2 separate regions of the Mus musculus genome follow, and region 1 is linked to region 2. The links are chromatin contacts, called in public HiChIP or PLAC-seq maps. All regions are on one chromosome and are shown on one strand. Each heading gives the region's core, a stretch centred on a gene start, on an enhancer-like site or on the middle of the called end of the contact. The rest is flanking DNA. Distances are from core to core; before and after follow the strand shown.

Region 1 (3,308 bases), core at 231-2,730, 2.1 Mb after region 2:
GCCAGTGTGTCCTGGAGGTCCTCTCCCACATCCCGCATCCTAAGAATAGGAGTAAATGACACCATTCCTTGTTTCTTATGTGCATCCTAGGGTTGGAACTCGGGTTCTCGAACCTGCACAGCATTCCTTTACAGAAAGCCGTCTCTCCAGGCCTTACTCCATCCTTTAAACTGCCACCAGAGAGCTCAGGATACAGGGCTTGCCTAGCATATGAGGCCCTTGGTACAGTCCTCCACACCAGACCCTCCAGCAGAACTAAACAAAACGACAACAAACAGAAACAGTCTGGGAGAACAGAGGCTACTGCTCTCGCCAGCTGTCCCAGCCTGTCTGGGTGGGTCTGTGTTGGGCAACATGACCTCTAGCGAGAATCTTCTGTTCTAGCCTGGTTTCACAAGGTCTGGGTAGCCACGATGCTTGTGACTAGACTGTTAGGCTAACAGGAGCCGTGCCTCTCCAAAGCCCTGACTGCTCCATACTCAGCTTATTAGCTAATGCTGGCCAGAAGACAGGTTCAGACTCTTCCTCACATCGTGTGTGTGTGTGTGTGTGTGTGTGTGTGTGTGTGTGTGTGTGTGTGTATGTGTTTCTTAAGAAGGTAAATACAAGTCCCTTTCAGACACATTGGAGCTATCAACACAAATGAAGTACCATGTCCTAGGAGGTCACATATCAAATTAAAGGTGTTTCTGTACCCTTCTCTGGGCCCCAGCCATTCTAAGTAATGGATTTACAGAGGATGGTTGCTGAGATCTGGGGTGTTCTTAAGTTGGGGCCCATCTCTTCTCAGCATCTCCATTTCCTTGAGTTGCTCTGAAGTACTTCCTGTCTCTTTATCTGGTGGCCACATGTTTTTCTAGACTGTTCTATCCAACAAATACCGAAGTCCAAAGCAGACTATGTAACTAGGTAGCCATAACCGATTCCATGTTTTAGAAAAGCAGAGAGAAGGGCACACATATTCTGACCTGCATGCTCTAGAACCCAGATGTCACCTCCATAGTTAAACTGTGAGGAGAAAGGGGGCTGACTACTTGTCCGGTCAGATTTCAGGGCCACTTGTCACCCTGGGGTGAGAGCTATCTTCATCAGAGCCCCTAAGTGTCCCTCTACAGAACTCTAGGCTTCACTCACTATAGGCAGCAGCCTCCCCCAGTACCTGACAGAAAGAAAAAATAAATCCCCCAGCCCTTGAAGGCCCTCCCTTGACAACTCTCTTTCCAGCCACCCCCTTCTTTTTTAAAATAAAATGTTCGTTTACATGTGACGACCTCATGGCTCTCTCTCGCCTACAAATAGCCCTGAGTATGGGGCTGCTCACTTTTAAGAACTAAACAACGTCAGAGAGTCTCTGGCGAGCCACTTGGAACGTCTTTCTATTCAGGAACTGAATAAGTATTTTATAGACACAGCACAGGCACAGATGGCTTGCTTTTAGACAAGAAGAGCCTTAGACAGCAGGTTGCGTCAGACTCAGGGCTTGCTTAGCTCATCCCAAACCCGTCCTTGCTGCATCGAACTCAGAGAGATACCTGCACGCAGGTGGCCCAGTGCGTGCCCTGCAGTGGGCGGTGGCTGCTTTGCTAATGGCTGGGACAGGGTCCACTAGCCTTACACTGCTGTAGCGGCTGCAGCTAATGATGCTAACTGCTGGGTCCAAATGACTTCAGAAGCACCAATCCTGGCCTACAGACCTAGAAATGTCAGTTGCGTTTGTCTCACTAAATCACACGGGGCAGCTCAGAACCCAGAGAGGGCCCTGCGGTGTCTTTTCTTGCTTCCTCCCTCCTTACTTTCATAGATCTTTAGAACACACACTGAGCCTTCTTTGTTCTTTCAGTATGTTGTCTGAGGAGTTTCAAACGCAGACTCCTACCCCAGATCTCTTCTGACAAGACTCCCCACCCCCCATAGGAGCATCACTGAACACTTGGAACTTGATCTCTAAAGGGTGTAGCCAAACATGAGATGTCACCTCTCTGAGCCTTGCTTCCTACTTGGCCTGGGGACTGTGAGGTCCTCCCTCTATCCACCGCTCACTGCTGTATAAATGTGGCAGTAGGTGTTATATACTGCGGGTTTGTTACCCATCCTTGTATGTGGCTCTGAGTGTTTCAGGGATGCCTTTTGGTTTAAGGCCTGGAAGAAGAGTAATGTAGCTTGACTCAAAAGCAGCAAATGTTAAAGGACACCTCTGATCAAGCAGGGGAACTGGTCTGGGCCGCCCGGGCTCCTCAGTAAACCACAAAGCACTGCACGGCTCACTCAGCATTATCGCTACCTCAGCTCATGTCACCCTTGTTCACTAACACCTCTGAGGGAAGCCAAGTGAGGATCATGATCACATGATCATGCTAGACCACGGGGACAGCAGTTTAGAGAATCACCGTGCCATCACCACCTTCCCAGGCCTCCCTGCGTGTGTCACATTGTCAATGGTTCCATGTTGACAGTGCCCTCTCATGGAAGGCCACTGATTGTCCCTGGACAGTCTCCCATTATGTCTACCCTGTGGCAGGCATTCACTCTAGGGTGGAATACGGGAGTCATTTTACAGAGCCAAAAAGCATATTGGTGACATATGCTGCTTGGGAGACCTAGTGAAGGGACCACATGGCAGTGAGGTGGCTGAACCTGGGACAGTAATTGGTACCCCTGGGTGTCTCACAGTGATCCTCCTCACCCCGAACCCAAACAGAAGGCTGGTCTTGTCTTGCTTCATCACTTAAACCCCACCCCAACCCCTGAGACGCACACCCCCTATAACTGCTAAGAGTGCTCTCTCCACAGTTTCATGATGACAACCAGTACAACCATTATTCAGGTGACAAGTACATCTCATGTTCACTTAAAAACTGTCCCCCTCCCCATGGGGCTGGAGAGGTGGCTCAGCGGTGAAGAGCATTGATTGCTCTTTCATAGGACGCTGGTTCCGTTCCCAGCATCCGCGCAGCAGGTCACAGCTATCTGTCTGTAAGTTCAGATCTAGCAGATCTGATGCTTTCTTCTGGGTTCTGTAGGCGTGGTATGCACATGCCACACAAACACACAAGCAGGCAAAACACCCATACACACAGAATAAAATACAAATGAATCTAAAAATTAAATTAAATTAAACTGCCCCCCCTCCGGCTGGAGGTGTATTTCAGCGTCCCAGTGATAGAGTACTTGCCAATCCCCATATCTTCCAGCACTCAAAAAATAAAATAAAATAAAATAAAAACAAAAACAAAAACAAAAACTAAAAACATCTTTCACAATGTCACAGAGAAAATGTCAACCGGGGCTCCTTGAGCACTTATAGCCAT
Region 2 (3,097 bases), core at 436-2,935:
TTCTGGAATAGAGCTGACGTGTGACACACTGGTTTTTGCTTCCAACACAACTGGACGAGCGTATTGAGCACTGCCCATTGAACACTCGTCTTCAGGTTCCCTTGACAGTACTGTGCACACTGTAGGCAGGCCAGGTCTTATGCTTACTTAACTAACATGATTGGCCTCTATATAAGGGGCCTCTAAGGATCTTCTGGGTCTTGACCTACGTGAGTAAAGTCAGACAACCTGTATTCACATAGGAGCAAACAAGTTAGAGCTAGAATGAGCAGCTTCTAGCCAGTCATTTCTCTCTGAGCCTCAGTCTTTCCATCAATGAGGCCCCCTTAGGTAGGGGTTCTTGGAGGAATTCTGACTCAGCCACTGGGTCCTGTTGGTAATTCTTTCCCCTAGGAGACCATTCTGAGAAAGACTAGTGTCTCCCCACCCCCATGGCAATGACCCCTGTTCCACGTGTATGGCTTACCAGCTAACTGCCCCCCTGGAATGACCCATTCCTGTCTTTGCTGGTTAGAGAAGGACCCTGGTCCCTCCTGGCTTCTCGGGGAGTCCTGATGCATACAGATACAACCTCATTTGCATATTAGCACTGGTGCCAATCTGAACCCAGCTGTGTGCAGCGTAAGGTGAAATGCAGATTCTCCCAGCCTGGCCACGGCTTCTCCACTCTGCTAATGGAAAAGCCTTATGAGTGGGCCCACATTGCATATGCATAAGCTGGCCCTTGGCTCCAGTGGGTAGGGGATGTGCATACACTTTCCCATCGTGCCTCTTGCTGCTTCCTTGAGTTTCCGATGAGATTAGCAGGCCACCTGGGCTCCACAGCTATTTAAAATGAGTTGGTCAGGCCTCTGGCGGCGAGGGGGGTCTCTGAATATGGAATCCAAACCCAACTCTCCTGGTCACCATCTCAGCATGGCTGCGGAAGCTCTCGGATGATGGTGGTCTTCGCTTGCTGGGGGGTGAAGGTCAGCTCATCCCGAGGCCACCATCAGCTTGCCTTCTAGCTCCTGACCGGCCCGGCCCCTGACCCGAGCCATTGGGCTTGCTTTTCCTTCTGCCCTCTCTCCTGGATGGGTGATGGAGAGGAGTTCCCACTGGTGTTTATCGGCACTTGGACCCACGCCTCTCTGTGGTTGTGGTCCAACACACGGCCCACTGGGAATGCCTAGCACCGATGTGAACGAACCCTTTGGCATTATAAGTATCCGTTTCTAAGCCTTGCTGAACCCTGCCCAGGTATGCAGAAGCTGAGATTAGGAGGAAAGGGCAGTGTAGGGGGGAGGGTGTCACTGGAGCCCTTGAGGGGGGACCAGGAAAGAGCTGGTGTGACTTGAGCTTCCGTGGCCAATGAGCGTATAGAACCGTTCCTTTCTGTGCTATGGTGGAGATGTGGGGTAGAGTGCTTATTAGTATGTGGGTGTTGGGTGGTGTGGTAGGCTAGCCTATGGCCTCCTCCATCTTCTCTGTCGTCCCTGGGTCTCCTAGACACCCACCCACCCTCTCCTTTCACTCCTCGAAGGGAAAACTAGAAGAGCAGAGAGCTAAATTGAGTTTGTATAGCTTCCCCTTTATATATTTAGTGATACGAAGTTCATTTAGGGATTAGGGCTGCTGCTTGTCTATGCATCATTAACCATAGCACATCTGCTATCGAGCTGGCAATCAGCAGAATATTGAGAAAAGTTATAAAGAAATCTTTGACTCACTTCATTTTTCTGTATGTTCTGGCTCTCAGACTCGCAGGCAGTGTACAGAGAGAGGAGAAACGGAGCTTGGGCTGCTGAAGCCACACCTTAGGAGCTGTGGGGGTTCAGAAAGATGAAAGTAGTTCACTTCTGACCTGCTACCTTCTGGGGTGTGGGGTGTGTGTGTGTGTGTGTGTGTGTGTGTGTAAAGCAAAGGGATATATCAAGGAGACAATCTGTAGAGAAGCCATGTGCAGCCCCCTATGATGGTCTTACAAGGAAGGTTGACACCTGGCCAAGAGCCGAGTGACCCACTTGTGCCCTGTTTCTATGGTCAGAGGCTAGGGCAGGGATCCACGACCCTGGACAACCTAGGCCAGCCACACTGTTTGCCCTCTGTGGTCCTCAGTCCCCTGGGCCATCTGATTTGGTGATCTCGGTGTGCTGAGTGAGAGAGGACCATGCAGGAGCCACTGCCAATGGATGACTACCCCGGGTAGCTGCCATGGTAACTGGCAGTCTGATTTCTGATCTTCAAATTAAGTCAACCCCAGCTTGGTGGCTGCAACAGGTATGGGTCAGTGCTTTTGAAGACTCTAGATACAGCCAGGGTCCTGGTGACTGTGTCTCTGGCTCCTGCAGGAAGATCTAGCTGAGTCTCTTCTTCCCACGTCCCTGGGGCTAATGGTGAGAAGGTTCCGCCAGGCTCCAGGAAGTCAATAGATGGCCCGAGACTTCTCCATCACCTCCTGGGCTACTGTCCTGCAGTGTGACATGTGGCTGGTTAAACTGCAGGTGTCACTGTTAGCCCTGGAATGGGGACTCAGTAGGCTCAACTAATGAGCAGCATACAAAGGAATCTGCCCTGCTCGCCAGGTGGCTGCAACTGGCATGGTGCCTCACCTCTCCCGTTGTCCCCTCCTCAGCCCAGGGACAGGCAGATGTGGCCCATACCTAAATAAAGTAGAGATAATAGCAAGCCGCTGCAGCTTGTCCTGAAGAAAGAGCTGTGCTCACCAGGGGATACCAGGAGTATCTCCTCTTGTCTCTCCTTGCCTGCTTGGGGAAGGAGGGTACTGACCCAGTCTGCAGGGGAGGCCCCACAGCCATGCCCCCATGGTGGAGAGGGGTCCACCTGCCTTGAGCCTTAGGGATAAAAACACTAGTGAGAAGTCAGGGTAGCCAGGGGCCTGTGTGTCAGCCAGAGACTGCAGAGCTGAGGGGGAGTAAGTGCCTTTTATGAACGTTTGTTTTTAAAACCAACCGGCTGAAGTCCTTTTACTTGGATATTAGGACTCCTTTGGTAGCTCAGGCTGGCTTCCAGCTCAGGAGCTTCCTGTCTTGCACCCGCAGACGGAAACAACGAAGGACCTTGGACAGCGTCCTCTGTATTTAATTTTCAGATAAGG

Evidence for each region. HiChIP or PLAC-seq counts read pairs in DNA pulled down with a chosen protein or histone mark.
Region 1: an H3K27ac HiChIP or PLAC-seq map of SST interneurons shows a contact between it and region 2, with 9 times the contacts expected there. The contact joins two enhancer-like sites. A contact is called at or near these places in 2 of 484 Hi-C or Micro-C datasets (both in cortical neurons) and 3 of 115 datasets of contacts at active chromatin or transcription factors (SST interneurons, astrocytes and stem cell-derived neural progenitor cells).

What each region holds. Positions count from the first base shown.
Region 1 is chr12:107,919,476-107,922,783 of GRCm38.p6, forward strand. All of the region lies in intron 3 of Bcl11b (B cell leukemia/lymphoma 11B), which reads right to left. Among named protein-coding and RNA genes, the nearest start is that of Bcl11b, 82 kb to the right of the region's middle. Within about 2 kb of position 1,481, at least 45 of the 459 cell types and tissues checked have an H3K27ac peak or open chromatin away from gene starts, as enhancers often do. A contact at or near this core is called in SST interneurons and cortical neurons, where this site is marked.
Region 2 is chr12:105,852,321-105,855,417 of GRCm38.p6, forward strand. No RefSeq gene overlaps it. Among named protein-coding and RNA genes, the nearest start is that of Gm19554, 46 kb to the right of the region's middle. Within about 2 kb of position 1,686, at least 17 of the 459 cell types and tissues checked have an H3K27ac peak or open chromatin away from gene starts, as enhancers often do. A contact at or near this core is called in SST interneurons and cortical neurons, where this site is marked.